2 separate regions of the Zea mays genome follow, and region 1 is linked to region 2. Evidence: chromatin contacts called from public Hi-C data. All regions are on one chromosome and are shown on one strand. Each heading gives the region's core, a stretch centred on a gene start, on an enhancer-like site or on the middle of the called end of the contact. The rest is flanking DNA. Distances are from core to core; before and after follow the strand shown.

Region 1 (3,493 bases), core at 460-2,959, 140 kb after region 2:
ACTTCAGTGTCAGAATACCTCTTTTGGACTGAGCTTCATCGCCCACATATGCATCCTTTTGGCCCATGCCCACCATCACACCAGTGTGGCGTGGCCTGCCTACAATGCTAGGAAAGACAGCTCTCGGTGCGTCGTCACCAGCGAAACCCGCCTGTGTTTGGCATCAAAATCCCATCAGTTTATTAAATCAGAAATGAATAAACAGGCAAAAGAAAACTGAAACACATGTATGGTAGCTAAAGGATTGACAACCGGACAGCAGAACCAACCTTGACCATTCCAGTGCCATTGTCACACACAAGGGGCTGGACATCCTCTTCAGCCATTCCTCAAAGTGTTCTGCAGCAGAATGCTATATTCAGAATGTATTTGAATGTATCTGCAGCAGTGTTAATCCTTCAAATGTCCATGGAGTCAGATAAACCCCACAAAAAAGTATGATGACACCAAATTGCAACATGCCAGTCATCAGCCAAAACTAAGGTGCACAAGTGTTCATGATTAAGCAACTGAACTTGACTCCGTGTTAAAGAAAACTGATACTCGACTCATGCAAGTATAAACTTTTAAGCAATTCGCAGAGACAGACTTCGGTGCTATCTGATAATACAAATTATTCATTATCTTGATACTTGATAGGCCGTAAATTTGTCTGCTACCATCAGAGATCAGACCATGCACGTTTCATTTTTTTTATGGCCAACAAACATATCACATATATATACCCATTACATGAATCGTCTGAAACCACACTCCTATTTGGGTAGGAGGATCAGGGGGGGCAGTTTCGTTGAGGAAAATGGTTAATTAGATGTTTGAGCCACATTTCGTCTGAATTATCAACAGAAACAGCGTGATTTCACTGCTTGAAGTCATCTCCAGTTCTTCACCGAGTGATCTGAGAGCAATTTTCCGGTTCCGCTACTCTGCTACGGACCAGCATAGCATGCAACTCAACACACTCTGAATCATATATACTCCCATGAACTGACTGAGTAACTGGACATGGTTAACTTCCATCACATAAACCAGAGAATCCAATCAAACAAAACACAACAGAGGTACTGTAGAAATCATAGGACACATAGTAGGAGTACAGGACTACGCTACACATACGCCGGTAGCTTTTGCTCGTTACGCTGGATCAATTTACACCATACCAGACCACCTATCCGAATCCCAGAGCCGAAACGAGCATGACAAAAACAGCAAAATCGACACCAAAAAATCGAAGTCAACACCGACGGGAAGGTCGAGCGGGGATCTATCGAACCGACTGTCTACAACGGATCGCTTCCTCGGATCGAATCGATGGCAGATCAGAGGGGGGGGGGGGGGGGGGACACGGCTATACCTCGGCGTCGTTGACGAAGCCGCCGAGGGGTTCGGATCGCTCGCCCTTGGGCAGTTGGGGTTCGGTTCTGGAGAGCTCCGGTGACGCGAGCGTGAGAGCGAAGCGCGAGACAAATGGGAGAGCGGCAGCCCAAGTGGGGAACCTCTTTATACGAGGCCGCCTGGTTGGACTGGTATGCAGGCGCCTGGGGCGGCTGCGGCCCGCGGGTGCGCACGCAGCGTCGTTGGGAAGCCGCCTGCCGCCGTGTCACAGCACGGCATGATAGCGGGGGCGACCCGGCCAACGGTTCGCCCTCTTGACCTCGCCCCTGCCCGGGTCAATGGAGACGCGTGGGCGCCCGATGATAAAAATCTGTCGGAGGGCTCCAGCGGGCGGATTTGGCGGAGGGCGGCTGCCGGACCGAAGCTTTCGGTGCCGAATCCGGCACGCGTCCTCGTCGGATGACAGGGCGGGTGGGGCACGGGCGGCAGCCGTGGTCCATGGGCTTGTGGGCCACAGCCGTCGCTAGCAGCTGTAGCAGGTGCGAACTACTCCGCCTCCAACCGCTCGAGGGGAAGAAGGTTCGGGACTTCTCGTCAAAAGGCCCGTAGAATTTTCATTTGGCCCACATATTTTGTTACCGTCGGCCCAAAGGCTCCAGCACCCAGGCCCACATATGGTTCCGACTGCACCGACGTTTTTCACAATTGTGAGGAATTTTGGTTGCAACACTATCCGTTTTTTCCCTTTCCCTGTTTTGCTCTGGCTAATGGCGGGCCGACCTTGTGCTCGGCAGCTCAGCTCGACATTGGACATATTTGGTTCAGCTTTTTTTACCAGTTTTTTTAAAAATTTAACTGTAGAAAGAATCTGGTTGAGGAGAATCTAAGTATCATTAGGATTACATACGGATAAAGATAAAGTTGTTCATGAGACTCAGGATCTATAAAGTAACGGATTACTACTATTGTGATGACTCAACCGATTATATGTGTATATTGATTTTGAATTGTTTTTACCCAAACGAATTTTATAGAAACTACTGAGTATTTGGTAGTACGCAGCAGTTTTTGGTGGCCATAAGCTACGAAAAGCCGAAACAAACAGGGCCGGTTCGGATTCTTACGGCTTCTGGGCGCCAGAATCCGTGTAGCCGCTCCAAACGTCCGGCTTCCGCAGCGGCTGCCAGCAGAAGCGCGGTGTGCAGCAGCTCCTGGATAACGAGGGGACAGAAGCGGTTCTAGGCCTGCTTTTCACAGGAAGTTGCTCAGCTTATTCGGACCCGTGATCTATTTGATCTCGTTCAGCTTATTTTAATAAAAAACACATCAGCTATTTTCAAATTATGTGTTGATTAGTACGACAGTTTACTCTACAGCAGCCGAACCAAACACTCAGATTCTTAGCCAACTTCTCTTCACATCCAACTTTTTTCCACAGTCAACTTTTTAGAAAAGCTTGTCAGAAAAAAGCCGAACCAAACAGGCCGGCGTTCGCTTGCGACTCCAGGCAGTCCACAGTAGTCGGGGGTGTGACAGCGAACAAGTACTTGTCGTTCCTGGCTACTTCCTGCAGTGCGGTATGAGGTCGAAGGTTTTGCACAGCAGAGCAGAGAGTCAGCAGACCCCACGAGACAGGCAAGTTCAACGTAGACCATTGCTGATTGCTGGCCTCGCCTCGCCTCCGAGCAAATCCTCATCAGATGATCGCGATTTCTAGCACCCGTGTCTGGTGTCTTTGGCATAAAGAAACGACTGCTATGTAGCCACGAGGTAGATGTCAATAACCCTACCCCCAACCCAAGGAAGGCCTACTACATATACAGCCGAGTGGTAAACCGTCTCATGCCTCGAGTCTGACTCGGGATCCCAACATGGAACGCTGCAATTGGAGCCCTGGCATGGCACTTATCAAAGGGGATCCTGTCTGAGAGACCGTCGAGTCGTCAGCAATATTGTCTGCGCCGAAACCGCCCGCACGCACCAATCACTCTCCGCAAAAGCGCGAGACCAAACTCCCCGGAGTTAACAAGTCCAATCATTGATTTCTCTCTCTCCCAGCTCCTCTTAAAAGTGGCAATAATTCGCACGTTCTTTCCGGGAGATCCGACGCGACTCCACCGGGCTCCTTCCTTCCTGTGACGCCGGAACAGCAACATGC
Region 2 (3,913 bases), core at 827-3,326:
ACCTCTACCCTCTTCCAATCACCACCAGCGAGAATCACAACAGAAGATCGAACAAATCGATCGAGATTCGATTGGAGCAGTGAACTGGGAGAGAAGGCTGATACGAGCGTATGCTGAGAGAGATGATTAACGGCCAGGGGATCGAACTCCCATTTAAGGAGCTGAGAGGGGAGAAGGCAAACGGATTTCACCGAGATTCCGGACGAACGAGCCGCGCGGATCGTAATCCATTGAACGCCGCCGCCACCCAGACGCTCGGCCTTCTCCGAATCGCCTCCGCTCGTGCCTTGCGCACGCTCGATCCCTACTCCCTCTACCAGCCTGCTTTCAGCCGTTCGATACATGCGCATGCACGCGATGGGGATCGGCCAGCCGGCTGGGCTGCTCGGCAGCGGCCTGCCAGCGGCCCAGCTCTGCTGGCCTTTTTTCATTTTTTTTTAATTTCCCAATATGAAAATAAAAGGGAAAATCTCTCATAAATGAACAGCATAAATACCATCAGAAGCGCCAACAAAATACTTGCATATCAAGCATCCGAGGCACATACGTAAGTATTGTAGAGATCATGTTCTTACTCGGTGAACCAAGCAGGCTGCTTGCTGCTGCAATAAGAGTGATGAGTGTCTGATTGTCAAAGGATCAGGAGAAGAGAACAGGGGCCCAACAGCCAACTCGATGAACCAAGGTTGCTTGCTTCAATGCTGCTATTTTAATGCGAATGACGGAGAGGATGACGCCGAGCGGAAGGAAGAGGAAGAAGGCAAGCATGGCGGCTGGGGTGGGGAGGAAGGTAAGACGCCCGTCATGGAAGATGAGCGGCTTTTTGAGGTCTGTTTGGTTGTAAATGCGTCATACCTTATCTAAAGTTATTCGTTCGAATTTAATAATTAATCTTATATAGAAAATTTAGGACAAAATATAGTAAATTAGGCAGTGAACCAAACAGACCCTTGACACGCGTTAGCTTGTTATTTTCTATGTTCTCTCTGACATAGAAAAGAGGTTAAGGTAGGCCCGTTTGGATCTTTGGAATTTAATTCCATTCTAATAATAGTAATTTATGCACATATCAATTAAGCTAATATAGTTTATGCAAAATATATTTGTATACTATTATTAGCAATATGTCGAAGATATTTATGTGCTATATTTTTATTATAGAGTAGTGAGTCGAAGAGCACCCTAAAGTTGCAGAGTAGAATCATATTCTACTAATACATAAAACCATTTCATATCCTTCACCCTATGAATGTGAGATATGTTTATATCTAAACTTTGGAAACAGATGGAATGTCAAATTCCAAGCTAAATATGTTACTTTATTTAATAAATTTCAATTACTCCAAAATGAATGGATCCAAACGCCTCATTAGTTAATATGGTTTTTCTTTTTTTAAATGGTTAGATGGCATTTTAGCGTGTGTACCTAAGGGGGCGTTTGGTACAACTCCCATGACTCCGATTCCAGCGAAAGTCACTCCTACAAAAGTAAACAGTAAAAAACTGAACTGCTCTATGGTGGGAGTGGAGTGAATATTTGTACTAGAAAGTGGTAGCTAAAACCTTCTTCCCACCGCTCCCAACCTGTTCCCCACTCTCTAACCCCTCAGAAATCACTTGATAGCCTATTTACCAAACAATTTTTGTTAAATAGATTCACTTCTGCTATTAGAGAATCGGCTCTCGGAGCTAAAGAATTATGGAGTGGAGCTCTGTCAAATGAGCCCTAAGTTGATGACAGTCCGGCGAAATCCATTTTACATGATGGTATAATTTCAAATTTGTCACCACTCAAGCCAGCTCACGACCCAAGCGGTCAAGCCGATCGCTCCTCCGTTTTTCCCCAAGGATGGATGCGCTTTCCCGATGACGCCGTCATGACTCGTGGTCACCCCATTGGCCCATCCGCATCCGCGTCGCGTGGTCCCCGCAGTCCAACAGATATGCTGACCCCCGCGTGGAGGACGGCTCCCGAATGAGGAAACACACTGACAGGTAGGGACAAAACGTCAGAGCTAGGTCTCGGGGGGCAGTTTGGTCACTCCGTCCCCGCCAGGGTTTGACGTCGTCGTCTCTCTCTCGGCGGCCCGTCCGGCCGTCCCCGTCCCGTCTCTTGCGTACTCCGCCACCAACCGCTTTTGCTTGCCGCTACTCGCCGCCTGCCAAAAGCAGCCGTCCTCCCTAGCTCGCCCGCCCGAAGCGACGCCTGACTTCGCATCTGTTTCGTTCCACCCGCCCCGCGAGAAGCTTCTAGAAGGGGGAGACCCGCCGGAGCCATGCCGGAGGAGGAGTCGACGTCGATCCCGCTCAGCCAGGCGGCGGAGGCCGTCGACCCCGAGGACCCAGCCAAGTCGCCGCCGCGACCCAGCTCGCCCACCACCTCCACACGCAAGGTCCGGATCTAGCCTCTACGCTCCTTCGTTCGCCTCGTGAGTTGCGGCGGCATTGGGCTAGTAGCGCGACTGTGCTGCCCTTCTAGGGTCTTGCTGACCGTTCGACCAGTAGATTTGTGCTTCCCAGTGTTCGGACCCTTTCGTGCTTACGGGATGATTGTCAATTCGATGCGAGCCTCGAATTCGTTGGTGTTGCCTGTGGGTAGGTTTAAATTTAGGTCCCGTTTGTTTCCTTTCATTTTGAGGAATTGGAATCTTACTAATAGAATAGACTATTTTTTTTAAAATGTGACATTCCACCACTTTCCAAAGTTATCATATAAGTCTATCTCAAATTCATGGAGTGAGAGATGGAAATTCATTCTATAGATTTACATGCTATTTTTCTGATGTACAACTTATATCACACTCTTCTACTTGCTTCACTATAACATAAATGTAGTATATAACTATCTCTCTCATATAATTTAGAGTAATATACAAATATATTATATATATAAATATATGAACTTAATTAGTTTTATCTAAATTCTAATTATTAAAATGGAATTCAATTCCAACGAAACAAACAGAGCCTTAGGGATTTTGCCTTAGTTTGAGTTTTGATCGTACTACTTATCTGAAATTAGTGCGAACGTGATGTTATCAGCAAACGGGGATATTTTTATGGGATGGCTTACATGCTTTCTAGAGTCCACCTGTAGGTCATGTTCGTTTTGTCCCAAATCCATGGGGATTGAGTGGGAATAAATCCACTACTAGTCAAAATCTTCCTCAATCCACCTAAATATCCCTCAATCTACATGGTTTAGGAATAAAACGAACAAGACCGTAGTATGGAGATGATTGTTATCGTGGTTGTTGCGTAGTTTTATGTTCCTTATCTGTGATTGAGCTTAAGTTGGTGTAATTACTGTGGTGGTGGTGTGGCGAAGTTATATATTGTTGTACTCTTTATTATGAGGCGGTATAACGTGATCCAGTTTTAAATCTATAATGACCTAAGGTACTCATATAGAGAAATGTGGATGTTGTAGAAGTGAAGTATGTTTTCCATGTTTGTTATTGTTGTTATTTTTGAATTGATCATTGGATCCAATGACACTTGTAATGATATGAGGTTGGCATTAATGTATTAAGGGTAGTGAAGATAAAGTGTCTGGGTCGAACCAGTCCTTTGATTATAACTCAGCACCCAAAGTTGTGTTTGCTCTATATAAATTTCCTTGGAAAGAAAACCGGCATGCATGAATGACAAAAACAAACTGTTGTCCATCTCTGAAGGTCAAAGTTGTTTTTTACTTTGCTCAATGTTGTTTTTGCCCTTGTGGCTTGCTATTTACATTGACAGTTGAACTATTACAAGTTTACAACACACATGTTGCACTTCTACATCACGAGGGCATATTGATAAGCCTTTAATTATTTTGCAAACATAACTTTATTATGCGCAGACTGAGTGACAAATATCGTTCATGGTTAACCTGGTATATTTTGTGCAGGCATGCTGTGCTGTTCTT

The links. Hi-C and Micro-C count contacts between places; a contact is called where the count stands out from the background.
Region 1: a contact with region 2 is called in a Hi-C map of leaf, with 4 times the contacts expected there. The contact joins the promoter of LOC100281811 here to the promoter of LOC100191373 in region 2. A contact is called at or near these places in 2 of 25 Hi-C or Micro-C datasets (ear and leaf).

Annotation. Positions count from the first base shown.
Region 1 is chr8:173,058,693-173,062,185 of Zm-B73-REFERENCE-NAM-5.0, forward strand. It overlaps LOC100281811 (actin 2), which reads right to left and starts at 1,710. Exons shown (of 5, transcript NM_001154731.2): 1 at 1,355-1,710; 2 at 270-339; 3 at 1-151. The coding sequence starts at 326.
Region 2 is chr8:172,921,734-172,925,646 of Zm-B73-REFERENCE-NAM-5.0, forward strand. It overlaps LOC100191373 (Protein LIKE COV 2), which reads left to right and starts at 2,077. Exons shown (of 7, transcript NM_001136807.1): 1 at 2,077-2,393; 2 at 3,896-3,913. The coding sequence starts at 2,277.